Regions from separate parts of the Mus musculus genome. Here region 1 is linked to region 2. Evidence: chromatin contacts called from public Hi-C data. All regions are on one chromosome and are shown on one strand. Each heading gives the region's core, a stretch centred on a gene start, on an enhancer-like site or on the middle of the called end of the contact. The rest is flanking DNA. Distances are from core to core; before and after follow the strand shown.

Region 1 (2,784 bases), core at 268-2,767, 240 kb after region 2:
CAAGCTTTTCTACTGATGCGCCAACCTCAGGTCTTGCCTGTTCTTCATTGATTTTTCTCTTAATATCTGGAGCTGGGGCATTCTCTGGTCTAGAGAGACTGAGTCTTCTACTTTGGCTTTAGCATTCATGATGCTGCTAATCTACTCTTCCACGGGATCAATTCTGTCTGACATATCCCCAGGTGTTTCACTTTTCACAGGCTCAGGTGACATGTATGTGTCTTTTGCTGGGAGCAGCCCTCGATTCTTTTAAGTAAGTGCAAGCTTTCCCCTGTTGCTTCCTGCTTTGGTGACACAGCTCAGCCCCCTGGTTCTCCAGACATTGGCATCTCTTGCAGATTTCCCTTCGAGGAGCAGGGAAGCATTGCTTAAAGTCATACATCTTACAGGGAAGTCACTGGAACATAGGGGATGGTACCCCACTTGGATTAGTATGGTAGTTGGCAGCAGGAACATGAGGCAGCAGGTGATATTGCCTTTGTAGTCAGGAACACAGAGAGGAAGATGAATAATGGTGTTCAGCTCACTTTTTCCTTTTTGCTTAATCTGGGACTCAGGTCCTCCATGAAGCTAGTGTCACTCACATTTAAGATTGTGTTGTGTGACAAAACTTTTCCAGGGGAAATGCAGCACACACATCTACTCACCCCACATAGGAAGCTGGTAACAGACCAAATTACAGATACCACCGAAGTCCAACTTGGTGAGTTTTATTGGGGTCACCTATAGGAATATGGGTGAGGAGTTACTTACAGGAGCAGAAATGACTGAAAGACAGCTGTGTCACTGAAGCCACTACAGGTGACACCTCACAAAGCTGGGAACCTGGAGCTCACCGCATAGCTTGCAGGCAGCTCACTAGGTTGGAGAATGTCCTTTCGAGTTGCCTCATTGGTCTAAACCTCTTCCAGACAGCTCTGTTAGTTTCTGCTTCTTCTAAGTAGCTGGTCTAGTCTCAGAGGATTCCTTGAAGTTTTGCTTGCCTGAGAGTCTTTGTAGTTCAGCTGAGCTTTTCTGAGAGGGAATCTCAGTTTTTATTGCTTATTCTGGCAGGGAGGGGCACAGTGAATTTTGTCAGTTTCAGGGACTTCCTGAAGTTTTTTTGAGTTGTTTATCTCCCTGCTTAAAGAGCTTCCCTGCTAGATGGAATGTTTCAATCTTGGTGTAAATTGTTACATAACAGGTGGCTCTTCTCATTTCAATGAACTCAGTCTTGTAACTATCACAGCTGTGCCCAGAGACAGAGTATCTCTTAGGTGCGCAATTGTTCCTCTTAATAGTCAACTTGGCAGACTCTAGAACCTCCTGGGAGATGGGCCACTGGGCATGCCTCTGGGTAATTGTTTTATATGTTAATTGGTGTGGGAAGACAAGGCACAATTCTCTAGGCAGAAGATCATGGGCCTCATAAGAGTAAAGAAATTGAGCTGAGCACTGGTGCACAAGCCTTCATCGTTGTCTGTTCCTGACTGTGGGTGAACTGTGGCCAGCAGACTCAGGCTCTTGCCTTTGTGACTTCCCTTCTATGAATGTTTATAGCTTGGCACTGTGAGCTAAAAATAAACCCATTTCTCTTCCCAGTTGCTTTAGGTAGGGTATTTTATCACAGCAACAGGAAACAAACCATGACAAAGTAATTCTAGATCTTGTCTAATTGACAGTGTATATATGTGTGCATGTATATACAAATTCTACCTATCTATTTATCTATCTATCTAGATATCTATCTATCTAGACAAAATCTCTTTCTACATGTCTCTGGCTGTCCAGGAACTCTCTATGTAGACTAAGATAGCCTTGAACTTACAGAGATCCGTTTACCTCTGTCTCCCGAGTATTGAGATTAAAGGCATGCATGATTATTCTCAGATTTATGTATAATTTTTAAGCATTTATTTGTGTGCACAGAGAGGTCAGAGGCCAACTTTCAGGAGTCAGTTCTCTCCTTCGAGTGGGTCCCGGGGTCAAACTCAGGAGCTTGGCGACTAGTGTATTATCTCTCTGAGCTATCAATGGCTCTCAGATTGACAGCATTAACTATGAAAGTCTCGAATAGTACACACTAGCTTCAAACTGGCCACAAAGCCATGGATGGTCTTGAACTCCTGATCCCTCCTACCTCTACCCCCAAGTTCCTCTACCTCCCCAGTACTGGGATTAAAGGAGTGTGCCATCATACCTCAATCTTGGTGATAGATTTTTCTTTTTTAAGGTCCCTGGTGTTTGGTAATTTTTTTTTGTAGTATTTTATTTATTGCTGACACAGTTTGGCCCAGAGAAGGATTTTAGATTTTTCTTCCTACATCTTTGCTCAGCTAAACACCATTGTTCAAGATCTCGAACCACCAGGGCATAAAACTGAAGTACTGAGGCCCCTTCCTAGTGTTTGGCCTTTAGAACACTTGCCTAATTCTCTGTAGTAATTACATTCCTGTCCATCTCCTCCAGCAGACTATTATGAGCACAATACACTAGTCATGTCGGAGATAACAGCCTGACCTCAGCGTGGCTGCAAAATGAAGCCACTTTTGGCTTTCCTAAGCCATCAGGTAACATCGTCACATGGTCTTCCTTTTCTAATGAGAGCCTAGATATTCACTGCTCATCCCGCACGAAGGGACTATTGCTTTCCTCGACTCCTGTGAGTATGTAGTTTGTGGCCATGAATTAGGAACTTAGCTTTCTTGGAAAATAACCTGAGCTGTGTCAGTGGAATGCATTGATGCCAGCAAGGAAATAGGAATCCTGGGACTGTGGCCAGAAGGAACCTATAAGTCATCTTGT
Region 2 (3,078 bases), core at 26-2,525:
GCTGATGGCAGGGGTGGTATTACCAAATCCTTAGTCTGATGTCACCATCCCAGGTTCATTCTTCAGGCCAATGGTAGAGGAGTTTAGTGAGGTCTTTATCTCAACCACACCTGCAGTTGTTCTCTGGGTCGCAGGGGCAGTGCTCATGCTGTGAGATCCTCAGAGGGATTACAGAGCACTTAGCTAATCCGGGTTGCCACTGTGTAAGAATACCAGAATGTTATTTAACTTGTACAGACTTACTTTCCTTTCATCTCGGACATTGAAACAAGGAGTCCTAAAATGATAGCTCTGTGTGTTTGGAGGTTTTCATCTGTCTGACTGTCTTTCCCAATTTTTTCTCTGACTTTTGGGGCCCAGTACTTGATATTAGCCTTCCATCCCCAGGGTCTCAGTATTAGGCCTGGAGCTGAGAATTATAGTGAGTGTGAGACTCTGATGCATACATAGTTCCTGTCTAGCCTTCTGTCTTACGCCCACACACCCTGACTGAGCTCTTTCTTTCTCTTATTTGCTGCTGTCTACAGCCTTTTCAAGTCCAGGGAGGGGCATGATCTGCCAGATCGAACAGGTTTTGTTTAGGGTACTAACACAGGTTTTAAGATTTCTTTCTTAGTTAGACATAGCTCAGAAGGGAAGCCAGCATAAAGGGAAGCTGGGCAAGCCATAAAATAATAATTGGAACAGTGATGACGCCATTCAGATTCCCCAGCTGCTGGTATCTCTTCATTCTCTCAAAGACATGAGTAAATTGTGTTCCTTTACTGAAACACTTGGGTAGAGTATTTGAACAAAGGAAATGGGGTCATTTCAAAATGTCCAGTATGCGGTAATCAATGCCACTCAGCCTGTGGTGTAATTAATGGAAACACTGGCGACAGTCTGCCCATTGTTTGTCCTTGCACAACAGGAAGTGGCAGGGCACTAGAGAGCCCAAGGAGGTTTACGTAATGCAGAAGGAAGTGGCTAGAGCTCTGCTCAGCCTGGCTTTCTAACTCCAGCCTGTGGCTCACCTGAGCGCCTTCCTCGTCCTAGCACACAGAGACCATGCATTTTGTTGAGATCACCCTTTGAGTTTTGACCTTATTTAACAATAGATTTTTGTAAATGTTGTCCCGAGAAACTTACTTTTAGATCTTATACAATTATATTTTGTGGCTAGGCAGAACAAATTATGGAAAAGAAAATATGGTCAGCAGGCTTAACTGTGGACCTGCCTGGGACAGTGCTGTGGTGGCTCTTGGAGTCGGGAGATCTGGACTTGGGTGTTGGCTGTCCATGTCAGCTGGGTGACGTGAGGTGAACTGCCTATGACTCTGGAGCAGCCTTCCTCTATTAGAGGACATCTTGCAGGGCTCTCGGCTTTCCCTGCTTTGTGTGAGGTCCAGGTGGTGCCTGTCGGGTGAGGTGTGCAAAGAGATGCCAGCCCCGCAGTAGCCACTCAGAATGTCCATTTTAGATCTGGTAATGCATTACTTACTTTTTTTTTTTTTTTTTGGAAAAAGTAAATGCTGGTGTTTATGGTAGAAATCAAGTGTTTTCTTACTGGAAAACACTAAAAATTGGTATATAGATTCCTTCATTGGGGTTTTGAAAACCATTTGCTTGCTCTGACATTTGAATGAATGGATTCTATAAAGAAGAGGAGCAAAAGTTAAGTGGACGCGGCTGCCTTCGAGCTGCCTTACTGGGACAGGTTGGGTGACCTTGGGCGCATTTTTGTCTTTTCAGAATCCACTTCCCATGTTTAGCAGGAAAATGATACTTCCCTTGAGGAGTGTCATGGGACCTAAAGGTAAGGCGTGTAGAATGTACAGTCGTGTCTGCCATTTCCCGGATACTCAGGAGACAGTAGCTGTAACTTGCAAATTATCTGTCACACTTGTTAATATAATGAGCGAACCAGAGAATATTGTTTACTAGGCTCCATCTTCCAGGTCACTCTGTGGATGGCCAAAAGCGCCGGTCCCAACACTGTGTTTGCGTTTTCTGTAAATCAGCTTAGCTGCGACTTGCTGGAGTGAAGTTTTGTTCTTTAATTTCCAGAGTTAGAGTCTATGCGTGAGAATAAAAGGCTGGACCTTATTCTGAAAGCTGTTCTTGCAGCCTATTTAGAATGATGGTCTTCAGGACTTTCCTTGGGGAAACAAGGTCACTCCAGAATAGCAGTATGTGGTAACACACAGCATTCAGCCTGTAGTATAATTAATGAGAACATCTATCCACTGTCATTGTGCAAGAGAGAGTCATTCAGAAAAGAGAACGCTGAGTCTTCCGTGGGAATGGAAGGGGTGATCTAAAGGTAGACCAGAAGGCCGGAGAAAACTTAGGTGACCCAGAAAACTTGTGAGTTGAGCATGGCCCACTCCAGGCTTTCGGTGGTCTGAATCCCCATTAGACATGAAGCGGCAGTGTGACGTGAATAAAGAGGGGTTGATGGGCCATAATGGGTTGGCGTTGCATGACAGCGGGGCCACCTGTAGGAAACCTAATGACCAGGGTGGGTGTAGGATGGAGACCTTGACGGTGCCTCCAGTCAGGAGCGGAAGAGAAATAGCCTGACTGCAAATATCCTTTCGCTGTATATACATACATCAAACTGTCCTCCATAAGGATTCTTTTTTTTTTTTTTGGTTTTTGAGACAGGGTTTCTCTGTATAGCCTTGGCTGTCCTGGAACTCACTCTGCAGACCAGGCTGGCCTCGAACTCAGAAATCTGCCTGCCTCTGCCTCCCGAGTGCTGGGATTAAAGGTGTGCACCACCATGCCTGGCAGCTCCATAAGGATTCTTATTTTTTATTAAAAAATAAAAGAAGACTGTGGCCAGTACCAGCCAATGTCAGAACAAGAAAGAAGGGGCTCTGAGAGAGAGGGGTGCTCTGCGTTCTTCATTGTCCCTTGTCACAAGAAAGCATGGGGCTGAGCACCCAGCTTCTCTCTTGCTAGTTGCTCTGTGGCCTGCGCTCTCAGTTTCCTTGGGTTTGTAATGTTTTACTTGGCCACAGTGATTTGTTTGAGGGCCACTGGGCAGTGTTTAGTTCAGGATTGCCAAGTGGGTTTCATCATCCTGAACTCTAA

The links. A called contact is a pair of places that touch in the nucleus more often than the background predicts.
Region 1: a Hi-C map of regulatory T cells shows a contact between it and region 2, with 4 times the contacts expected there. The contact joins two enhancer-like sites. A contact is called at or near these places in 4 of 484 Hi-C or Micro-C datasets (the G1E-ER4 cell line, embryonic stem cells, nephron progenitors and 1 more), 1 of 115 datasets of contacts at active chromatin or transcription factors (pancreatic cancer cells) and 1 of 9 other capture datasets (adipose tissue).

Annotation. Positions count from the first base shown.
Region 1 is chr6:134,941,189-134,943,972 of GRCm38.p6, forward strand. The region is part of intron 1 of Lockd (lncRNA downstream of Cdkn1b); the gene reads left to right. Among named protein-coding and RNA genes, the nearest start is that of Lockd, 13 kb to the left of the region's middle. Within about 2 kb of position 1,518, at least 16 of the 459 cell types and tissues checked have an H3K27ac peak or open chromatin away from gene starts, as enhancers often do. A contact at or near this core is called in regulatory T cells, where this site is marked.
Region 2 is chr6:134,700,141-134,703,218 of GRCm38.p6, forward strand. All of the region lies in intron 3 of Borcs5 (BLOC-1 related complex subunit 5), which reads left to right. Among named protein-coding and RNA genes, the nearest start is that of Gm36328, 52 kb to the right of the region's middle. Within about 2 kb of position 1,276, at least 183 of the 459 cell types and tissues checked have an H3K27ac peak or open chromatin away from gene starts, as enhancers often do. A contact at or near this core is called in regulatory T cells, where this site is marked.